Linked DNA regions of Anser cygnoides: all the other regions are linked to region 3. A link is a contact called in public Hi-C data. All regions are on one chromosome and are shown on one strand. The core of a region is the stretch at or near the end of the contact, and the rest is flanking DNA. Distances in the headings are between cores, read along the strand shown.

Evidence for each region. A called contact is a pair of places that touch in the nucleus more often than the background predicts.
Region 1: a contact with region 3 is called in a Hi-C map of liver, with 3 times the contacts expected there. The contact joins the enhancer-like site here to the promoter of CITED4 in region 3. A contact is called at or near these places in 2 of 7 Hi-C or Micro-C datasets (both in liver).
Region 2: a contact with region 3 is called in a Hi-C map of liver, with 2.0 times the contacts expected there. The contact joins the promoter of CTPS1 here to the promoter of CITED4 in region 3. A contact is called at or near these places in 2 of 7 Hi-C or Micro-C datasets (both in liver).

Annotation. Positions count from the first base shown.
Region 1 is chr24:816,658-820,372 of Taihu_goose_T2T_genome, forward strand. No RefSeq gene overlaps it. Among named protein-coding and RNA genes, the nearest start is that of CTPS1, 83 kb to the right of the region's middle. Within about 2 kb of position 1,429, at least 2 of the 3 cell types and tissues checked have open chromatin away from gene starts, as enhancers often do. A contact at or near this core is called in liver, where this site is marked.
Region 2 is chr24:898,622-902,400 of Taihu_goose_T2T_genome, forward strand. CTPS1 (CTP synthase 1) reads left to right here and starts at 2,503. Exons shown (of 19, transcript XM_066982772.1): 1 at 2,503-2,682; 2 at 3,259-3,436. The coding sequence starts at 3,271.
Region 3 is chr24:681,451-684,884 of Taihu_goose_T2T_genome, forward strand. CITED4 (Cbp/p300 interacting transactivator with Glu/Asp rich carboxy-terminal domain 4) reads right to left here and starts at 2,022. Exons shown (of 1, transcript XM_013197656.3): 1 at 1-2,022. The coding sequence starts at 1,729. The coding sequence ends at 1,115.

The sequences.
Region 1 (3,715 bases), core at 179-2,678, 130 kb after region 3:
ACGTTATGGAGCACATCATCATCATGTGGCATTTACAGGGCAACCAGGCGGTTGGGCCCAGTCAGCATGGCTTTATCAAAGGCAGGTCCTGCTTGACAAGCCTGATCACCTTCTACGGCAAGGTGACATGCTCAGTGGACGAGGGAAAGGCTGTGGATGTGGTCTAACTTGACTTCAGTAAAGCTTTTGACAACATTTCCCACAGCATTCTCCTCAAGAAACTGGCTGCTCATGGCTTGGACTGGCGTACGCTTTGTTGGGTTAAAAACTGGCTGGGTGGCTGGGCCCAGTCATGGTGAATGGATTTAAATCCAGTTGGAGGCCGCTCATTAGTGGTGTCCCCCAGGGCTCAGTACTGGGGCCAGTTCTCTTTGAGATCTTTATCAGTGATCTGGACAATGGGATCAAGTGCACCCTGTAGTTTTGCAAACACCAAGTTAGGAGCGAGCGTTGATCTGCTCGAGGGTAGGAGGGTTCTGCAGAGGAATCTGGATAGGCCGGACTTATGGGCCGAGGCCAACTGCATGAGGTTCAATGAGGCCAAGTGCCGGGTCCTGCATTTGGGGCACAACAACCCCATGTAATGCTACAAGCTGGGGGGAAGAGTGTCTGGAAGGTAAACCAGCGGAAAGGGACCTGGGTGTATTGGTGGATAGCTGGCTGAATATGAGCCAGCAGTGTGCTCAGGTGACCACGAAGGCCAGGAGCATCCTGATTGTATCATAAATATTGTGGTCAGCAGGACTAGTGAAATGATTGTCCCCTGTACTCAGCTCTGGGGAGACCATACCTCAAATACCGTGTTCAGTTTTGGACCCCTCACTACAAGAAGGACATTGAGGTGCTGGAGCATGTCCAAACAAGGGCAACGAAGCTGGTGAAGGATCTAGAGAATAAGTCTTACGAGAAGCAGCTGAGGAAACTGGGGTTATTTAGTCTAGAGAAAAGGAGGCTCAGGGGAGACCTTACTGTACTTTACAATTACCTTAAAGGAGGTTGTAGTGGGGTGGGGGGTTAGTCTCTTCTCCCAAGCAGCAAGCAATAGGACAAGAGGAAACGTCCTCACGTTGTTCCAGGGGATTTTTAGGTTGAATATTAGGAAAAAAGATCTTCACTGAAAGGGCTGTGAAGCATTGGAACAGACTGCCCAGGGAAATAGTTGAGTCACCATCCCTGGAGGTACTCAAAAGATGTGTAAATGTGGTGCTTTGAGGCCTGGTCTAGTGGTAGACTTGGCAGTGCTAGGTTGGACTTGATGGACTTGACGTTGGACTTGAGTTGGACTTGATGATCATAGATGTCTTTTCCAGCCTAAATGATTCTATGATGCACTGATGACCCATGTACCAATGCCTCCTCTTCTCACCCACAGTTTCTCTGCCTGGATGCAGTGCTCATTTCTGAGAAGTCTGTTGGCATTGGTATGGGCAGGGGAGCATAGCAGCAGATGGACCTGCTTGCCAGCTCCTCTGCTCAGCTGCAGGAATAGCAGTAAATGTACTTAATTCATATTTTGTTGGCAATCTACAAGGCTGGCCAGGAACATGCTGTGCAGCAGCTAAAGCGGAGTATTTTCTTCCCTATTGTTCCTCTTGTACTTGGTTTCTCATATTTCTGGGACAGGGGCAACTCAGGACCAGAGAAACAGGGTCTTCAGGAGGTGAAGCATCATGTTAATATCTTTGTAGATGAGTTGTACAGGGACATTTTCCATCTGCTTTGAAAGTAGAAGTTTGTTGTGCACTGACAGCTGAGCTGAAACACAGAGTTTCTGCACTCTAACAGTGTCATGCTTACTGTTTTTGTTTTTTCTTTTCTTTATTTTTTTTTCTTGATCCCAGTGCCCTGTTCTATCACTAATGTTATTTTGTGCATCTGAAAATGCTGATTTAGCACTCTCATCCCTTACATAGCTCTGGAGAAGGGAGGCAAAGGGCACGAGGACAAAAGTTGAAAGCTGTTAAGGAAGAAGCAGCAGACCAGGCAGAGCAGCTGCTGCTGCAAACCAAGTGCAGGCAGAAAAACTGAGGGCAACACTAAGCCCACTCCTGAAGTTCACAACTGAGTGTGCCTCCACCGATCTGCGGCCTGATAAATAATAAAATAATGTAACACATAATTAAATAACAGTTCCCCAAATCATGGATTACAGCAGCTATTCTGTAGTTGCAAGCAGCTGTGTGGCCCTGGAGAAAGTGGATTTAATCTGAGTTGTTCTCCTTCTCTTGTTATATACTTGTTTGCTATGTGATTTTGAAAATCATTTTGGCCCAGAGCTTTAATAACATATGAAGGAAAACCATGCCATTACTAAATGCCCCATGCTTTTGCAATGTTTTTTTTTTTGCACAGGAGTAGGTAGTTGGTAGGATTTATATTCCCTTTTTGAGGTTTTAAGATTTAGTAAGATTAACAGCTCTGTCCTCATAGTGGAGAAATGCTGCAAAAGATACAAAGAAATAAACATACATATTGAAAAACTCCATTGCTTGTTTTCTGAGAGCCTGTCCTGCTGATCTGCCAGTGCTGTCACAATGGTTCAGAGTCCTGAGTAGCTCTGGCCATTCTGATTGTTATGGTACCAACAGGGCAATGTTTCATCATTCAGGGCAGAAATAACACAGGTGCAGAGGAAGAGGATTTATGCAAATATTTTGTTCCTTGCTTATAGAAGCCTGAACTTATCTTTACATTTCACCTGCTCAGAAATCCAGATGGTCCCCATTTATGGGCAGCTTCTTTATTTGGGGCAGCCATGAGGAGAGTTGTATTTGCTGACCACTGAAGAGACAAACTGAGAAAAGAAAATGAAACTTGATCAGAAAGTGTGATTTCCAAGAAAATGAATATTTGGGGTAGTTGAAATTTGATTTTCATCTGAACTGGGCTGAAAACGAAACTTTTCTGCATTTCCTTTGAACAGGGAACTCTCCAGATGCTTCCAGGGCTGTGTGACAAGCAGCTGACAGTCAGCGTCACTGCTTAGAGCACCTTCTGCCTAGACCTGTTTTCCCAGCACTTCCCAGTGTCCCCAGTCAGAGATGGACCCAGCTGGCTGCTTTCAATGGTGGTGGGAGCTGGGGCTTTGCAGAGAAGACAGCATGGGGCTGGTTGCCAAGTGCTGCCCACCAGACCCGCAGCCTTGGGAATCCCACGTCCACGCGTGGGGCAGCCTGGCAGCTGAGCTGAATCCCAGGCAGATTTTCCCAGCCTAAGATATTTCCAGGAAAAAAAGTGGGGCTTTGTGAGTTGGTATTTTCCAACACAGAACAAACAGCAGTTTCATTGCTAAGAGGTCCTAAGTTGGGAGCAACTAGAAACCACAAACACTGCAGCTGTGAGAAGCCAGAGGTGCCTCACGAAGAGCGGTTCCCCCAAACAGTTTAGGTCTTGTATTAGCCCCAGGCGTGGTGCGCACACTGTGCCAAAGGGACAAGGGGACATTGCCCTGCCCGCACCTGTCACCAGCATCCCCCAGCACGCCTGGCAGGCTGGTCCCACCATTGGCACCACAACCAAACTGGTTAACTCTGTGCTGGAAAGCATTACAATTTCTGTAAGAATTGTTTTTATTTTCACAGTTTGAGGTTTATGCCTACTTTAGGAAACTTCTCCAGTTTCTTGACAGTTTATTTATTTTTCTAATAAATATATTGTGTAATCAGCTTGTTACGATCAGTTTATTTCCTCTGGGTTTTGTAAGGATTAAAGATAA
Region 2 (3,779 bases), core at 1,253-3,752, 220 kb after region 3:
CGTGCAGAGCTGAGAGCTTTAATCCCTAACGCATGCTGCCTTCTGCAGTCACAGAACTGTTCCTTCCCACCCGCACCCCTCTCTGGTGATGTGCCGCCCTCTTCTCAGAGAGTCCTGCTCGCTGCCACCTTCTTGTAAGGTCACGGTCCTCTCACCAAAGCACTTCTTTCCTAGCATGGACTAGCGAGAACTCAGCACCCCAGCGGGCTCACTCCTTGCTTCCCTGGAGAGATATTTCTCTTCTTCACGGAGAAAAAGAATTGGATAGGCAGAGGCTCGAAAGTGAAGAAATCCCACCTGAAATAACCAAGGAGGGATCTTACCAGGAACTTACCAGGAGGGATTACAGTTCCCCGGTCCCTGCAGGATGGAGGAAGCATACAGACCCCTTTGAGACCCAGGGTGCTGGCAGACGCTGCCTGCCCTTCGAGGACACGCGTGGTGCCCCGGCGCCTGGTGCCGAGGTAGCTCGGCCCTGGCTCTTTGTTACTTCGGAAACTCTTCTTTTACTGTTCAATCCCACCATCTAGCGGACATTTCTCGCAGTACACTACGCGTCTTCTACACACAGCTCTCAATCATACGTTATTTTACATCCCTTGTAAGATCTGCCCAAACTCCTTTGTTACCCAGGGTACCAGATGTGGTTACTTTGCATTTTGGGGAGCACCCGATCAAGTTTAGAGCAGAAGTTCATACAGTTTCACCTCAGTAAAGAAGATGAACACTTTACACAAGGCCCGTATCAATTCTGCACATGGAAAAACTAAGGGAGCGGTACACAAGGCCCAAGGGGCCCTCCTGACATGGAGAACTGGGGATGGACCTTTACTGGCCAAAGCGATGATTTGTAAATGGAGATTTTTTACCCAAATCAAATTCTGTACAGTCTGCTTGCCACTTTCCAGTGAGAGCATAACCCCTGCTAAGTTCACAAACAATGAAACATCAGATAAAACCCAGTGGTGAGCACAGAGTGGAAACCAACAGAGCTTCTCCAGTGTGTTTCACTGGCTGATCACTGCAATGGCTTTGGTCCACATCTTGATGGGAACTGGTCAAGAGAAACTAAAAAAAATGGGATTTTTACAGTCTTCTCTGGAGAAGAAAGAGCAGTGTCATAACTCAGGTTGTATGCACCTCCTTTATTGAGAGAGCTGCCTCTGCCACCACTGAAGCCTTTTGGTAGATGTTTGGATCACAGTAGGAACTGTTTCATCACAGTTTCAGCAGCCACAGGGTAAGAAGTGATGGCGCATCTGGAGAAGGGCAGATGGCAGTCACTCCCGTGTCTTGATCTTTTGCTGCTTACAACATTCTTCATTAAAAAACAAACAAGAATGGTTTCCACAGGTACTCAGAGATGTGCAGAGCACTTCATCAGCATGTGAACTGCTCCATCTTGCCAACAGACTTCGTGCACCCCTCCAATGGAAGCACTTAGAAATGTTCTTGCATGGCATTTCAGATCGCTTCTTGTGGTGTGCAGCGTATAGCCGTGCTCGTGCCACATAAACCAGCTGGGTCTGTGTCCATTACTGCTTTCTGCAGATGTTGCTTCGGCGTGCCCTGCACAGCACAGGGGAGAGCAAAGGGGTGGAGTAGGTGCACCTCCTGTATGTGTGCTAATGCTGCGTAAATCTTCATTCTGGTGCACGGCTGGGTGCTGCCAATGCTTTCCTGCCTGGGAGGCTGCACCGGGGTAACCGCTTTACATTTTTTTTGTGAAGTTTTCAAACTGCATGGCACGGTCAAAAACATACATACAAGAACTTTATAAATGTGCAATGAGGACAAACAGCAAGGTTTTAAAATAAAAGTAAAGGGCATTTGATTTCACGTGACTCAGAGGGTTTGGCTCACCCCAGGTATTATCTCAGGCTCTTAGGGACAGATCAGGGCTGCCTCTGAGCTCAGGCAGAGCAGCTGGCAGAGTACTGGGGTGACAGAAAGGACAGGGAGCGAGTGTCCAGCCTGTCTCTGCTAGGTCCAGGCTTCTGCCGCAAAGTCCTCTGCTGCCGCCGAGGGAGAGGTCAGGGTGGATGGGGTTCCAGCTCTGGCTGCAGAAGGCAGCTGCACCAACTCTTTCGGCCTCGCGAGTTCTTTTCTGCTTCTCCAGTGAGTGCCGAGCAGTTCTTAGCACCCAGCCTGCGGGTGCCGGGCCCCCAGCCCCCTCAGTTCCCCGGTCTCCCTCAGGAGAGGCGGGGCCGGGACCCGCAGCAGCGCTGGGCGACGCCGACCGGGGCGGGACGGGACGGGACAACGGTTCGGCGTCAGGGGACGTGCTTAGGGACACAGCTTCCTGGCGGTGCCGGTGGCAGGGGGCACTTAGACCGGGCGCTCCCTGCGCCCTCACCCACGTTAACGGCCCTGTGACTGAGGGCCCGGCCCTCCAGCGGGGCGGCCGTTACCGGGCCCCGCCCCGTCAGGGCTGAAGCGCGGCTCCCCTCACCCCCCCCTCCCCCGCCACACTGCGCAGGCGCCCGAGGGAGGCCCGCGCTTGCGCCCCGCCGCGCGCCGGCCTCATGCGCCTCAGCACCTCGCCGGCTGGCAGCGGCTCGGCGCGCGCGCGCACCCCCGCCCGCTCCGCTCTGCTCCCCCCGCCCCGCCACGCGCCCTCCGCGCGCCGCCGCTGCTGCTGCCGCTCCTGCTGCTGCCGCCGCGAGGGCCCGGCGGGAACAGGTGAGGGGCGGCGGGGTGCGGAGGGGGCGCGCGGGCGGGACCACGCGGGCAGGCGCGGGGGGGGGGGGGGGGGGAGCGGTGAAGGGCGGGCGGGACCACGCGGGGGGGGGGGGGGGGGGGGGGGGGGGGGGGGGAGGCCGGATGGCGGGCGGGGGGGGCCGCGCCCTGCGGCGGGAACGGGGAGGGTGGGGGGGGCCTGAGGGACAGCGGGGGGGGAGGGTCGTGGGGGACGGGGGCTGACGGGGTGACGGGATGGGGGTGATAGCACGGGGGGTGACGGGGTGACAGGATGGGGGTGATAGGACTGAGGATGACGGGATGGGAGTGATGGGATGGGGGGCTGACAGGATGGGAGGTGACAGGATGCGGGTGATGGGATGGGCGGGTGACAGGGTGGGGGTGACAGGGTGGGAGGTGACAGGATAGGAGGTGACGGGACCGGGGGTGACGGGATGGGGGTGATGGGGGGGGCTGCAGGCGGTGCGGGCACAAGGCCGGGGTCTCTGAGCGGCGCTGGCGCTGCCTCACCGGGTGCCACGGCCGTGCGGACCCCGCTGAGGCTGTGAGGCGTCGCAGGCCGGCGGGCAGATGAAGTACATCCTGGTGACGGGCGGCGTGATCTCGGGCATCGGCAAGGGGATCATCGCCAGCAGCATCGGCACCATTCTCAAGTCCAGCGGGCTGCACGTCACCTCCATCAAGATCGACCCCTACATCAACATCGACGCGGGCACCTTCTCCCCCTACGAGCACGGTGAGCGGCCCCCGAGCAGCGCCCGGGTCTTCGGGTGGCTCCCGGGGCTGGTGGGAAGGTGCCAGCTCCTGCGGCTGCTCCTGCGGCTGGGACCTGCCAGCGGAGCCTGTGCCACGAGGCAGCCTGCAGCAAGGATGGGCTCTCGGGGGCTTTGGACTCTGGTCTTTTATCGCTGCAAATGAAGCTGGTGCCTGGTGGAGGGGTTCAGCCGTCAGTGCGTTAGTCTTCTTTGTTGGGCAAGGCTTCTAGTTTTATGAGCTGCTCCTGAATTTGCTGTAGCAACCAAAGAAGGTGTTACCCTGTGTTGAATTCTTTAGCTGTCACATGCAAAACCAGCAAGTTG
Region 3 (3,434 bases), core at 772-3,271:
AGAGGAAACAAAACCCCACTAGCTCTTACATTTAACCTTTTCTGAGTAAGGGAATTAGGAATCAAGTCATCTTTATCACATTCAGAAGGGTGTTGGATTTACACAGCCCAGTGTGTTCAGCATAAAGACCTTGCGTTGAAGCGACTGCCTGAAGAGCAGCTTGAAAACTATCCCAGGCTTTCTTTTTTTGAAGCCAGCATCTTAAAGCTGCAGTACTCTCCATGCATCATTCCCAGCAGTCCCAAAGCCAAATAACAAAAGGAGCCCTTTGCAAATAAATAATCATAGGAAAAATAAATAAGATTAGATCTGGAATATACAGTTGCATGGTCTTTATTTGGTTTCAGAGGTGGAAAAAAAGTGGAGCTAGACTGCAGCTTTAAGCCTTATGCCTAAATCAGCCCAAACGCTCAGTAAATTTTACAGTTGATTAGCTGTATGGGTCAGAGATCTGAAGTTTCACAGAAATGAACATTCAGGCACCTACGCACACCCTTCCCCAAGGCATAGTTTATTTTTCTCAGCCAGTACGGAAAAAAAGCTTGCTGGAAGGGAAGTGCCCCCTTTCTGAGCTGAACAGACAAGACTGAAGACCTTTTTACTGTCACAGTAAGAAGTCCCAAGAAATATCTAGCCCCACCCATGTCTGCAAGGGGAAACTGTTTCAAACCATGCACCAGGCAGGGAGACAATCCTCTCTCAGGGGTCCTTTAACTTTGCTGGCACCAGAGAATCCCCCAGCAAATCCAGGTACCAGCAGGGTTGCCAGCTGCCCATCACTTCCTGTGCTCAAAGCCTAGTTGTGGAAAGTCGTAAGTTCATTATTTCTACTAAGCCAGAAATCCTGTTAATGCCATTTAGAGGCAGCTCTACAGCAAGAGCTCTTGATCTGTTCTGTTCGGGGTACACACCCCCTCCCCAGGAACTCCCAAATGAAAAACCACACAGAAGAGAAAAGCAATCCATTGCAAGCCAGTGTCCGATGATTGTCTCTTTGGGGAGGTCAGGAATCCAGGACAGGGCAAGGCATGGGAAGGGAGGAGGATGGCAGGTGGAGAAGGAAGTTATAAACAAACTCAAAACCACTAAGACACAAGGAGGAGCTCAAAACCCCTCAACAGCTGATGGCACTGGGTTGCTGTTTGCTAACAAAGTCTGAAATGAAGTCGAACTCGTTTTGTCCCAAGAACAGCTCTGGCAGCTCCTGAATCCGGTCCAACCCCAGTTCCAGGACAAGGGATGTCAAAACCTCCTCGTCTATGAGATCAGTGTCCATAACATTCAAGGTCAGCGCCGGTGAGGGCACGTGCTGCATGCCCGGGTGCTGGCTTGGCCCCACTCTGTACTGCTGCGCACCAGCTCCCATGGGCCCGTTGCTCATACCCAGCGGGTGACCCTGGTACTGGGTGTTGAGTTTCTGTAGGTGCATGCTAGCCATGAGCTGCTGGGTGCCCACCGGCCCCATGTACTGCTGCTGCTGGCTCGGGCCACTGAACATCATCGCGTTCTGCATCTGGTGGTGGCTCATCTGTCCGCCGAGGGTGGCTCTCGGCCTCATGGCGCCATCCATCGCGGCCCCTCCGTACGGCACCATCTGGCCGGCGGCGGGCAGCGTCCTCAGCACGTGCTGCCCGTGCTGCGGCGGCCCCTGCAGCCCGCTCACGCCCATCCGGTAGCTCTGCAGCCCGGCGCCGCCGTGGCTCACGGACATCATCGCGTGCTCAGCCATGGCTCCGGGCCCCCGCCAGGCGACGCGCGGCTCCGGGCGAGGCTCCCGCGGGCGGCGCCGCTCCCCGCTCCCGTCCCAGGCGACTTCTTACCGAGGATCCCGGAGCAACCCCCGCCTTCGCCCCGGCCGCCCGGCGGGCACAGCGCCGCCCCGTCCCGGCGAGGCGAGGCGAGCTGCGGCCCCCCCGCCGCCGCCCCGGGGAGCCGGGCTCTGCCCGCGCGGCTCCGCACCGCACCGCACCGCACCGCCCCGGGGCCGCGCGGCCTCGGCGCTCCCCCAGCGCCCGCTCGGCCGCCTCGGCTCGCCGGGCGCGGGGCGCCGCGCTCCGCTCTTATGGAGGCGCGGGCAGGGGCGGGCCGCCGGGCCCGGCCCCCCGCCACCCATTGGAGCGCGGCCCGCGGCCGCCCGGCCCCTGACGGGGCGGGAGGGCAGCGGGCGGCCGCGGTGCGGCTGCCGTGGGGATCCGCGGGCTCCGCGAGCCGCGCTCGGAGCGCCCCGGGATCGCGACGTGGCGCGACTGGAGGGAGGGAGGAGGGGGCCGGGTGCCTCCGGCGTGCAGGGCACCGGAGGTGGCACGTCCCCGCTGCTCGGGTGCCCCCCCTTCGGATCCGAGGCGCTGGCTCCTCGGGCAGGTCGGGGAGGAGAAGGGTGGGTGGGCTCCAGGGCCGGCAGCCCAGCGGCGCCCAGCGTCCTGCAGGTGCTCTGCTGGGCATTCCTAGGCCTTGAGGGGGCCTTAAGGCCGGCTCTGCCCTGAGCAGGATGCCGTGATCCAGCCGCGCTGCCTGGTGTTACAGCCCGCACAGGCGGTGCGTGCGCCATCCTGGTGTCGCGTGTCGATACCAAGGGCAGAGGTTGTGGAGTGGTGGGGTGGGAGCGCGGAACAACGGAGTCCCCGTGGGTGGGACTGGGGAGCCCTCAGCGTCGTACAGGTGCCACAGTTCCTCCAGGCGCCGCAGGCTGCAGAAAACGTGGGTCATCCCCGTTCAGTGCGGGGCTCATGTGCTTTGGGGTAAGGACTGGGCCTGGGGTGGCTGTGGGGCCTCAGGCGGCTCATTTCTGTTCCCAGCCCGTGCGTGCAGGGCATGGTGGTGCACTCACGTGAAGCATTAATTTTGAACTGCATTTGCTTGCATTGCGTTCTCTTGCATTTGACATAGTCCTCACCTGTCTCCTGGGCAGGGACATTGTTTGCCTTTAATATCGCCAGCCGTGTAAGATCAGCTCTCAGGAGGGAGTCACCCCACCAGTGCTTTCCTCTTCCCCAGCGTCCCTCTGACAAAGACTTTCTACCTGATCGCGTGGCTGGCTGGGGGTGCAGGGACCCATTTTGGTGGCCGTGCTGTGTTTCTTGTTCGTGTCGAAGGATGTGCATGCACATGTGGAGGGCTGCAGCACACTGGCCCCTGTGAGTGTGTGCACCCTGGTGCAGGAGGGTGCCGGCTCCTGTGAGAAGGACCCTTGCTTGATGGCAGCTCTGGCTGTGCGGTCAGCAATGGGGTGCTACCACACGGTGCAGCCTTACCAGCCCAGGTGACTGAGGTCAGTTACTTAGCGGCATCGACTAGGTGCGTTGATTACTCTGCCAGCGGTGTCCTCCTGGCAGGGATGCACCAATATTGTCTGAGCAGAGCTACCAGCACACGAATGTTACAGGCAGAGATTTGCTCATATAACTTTCTGCAGTAGTGTCTTTACCTCGTTAGTG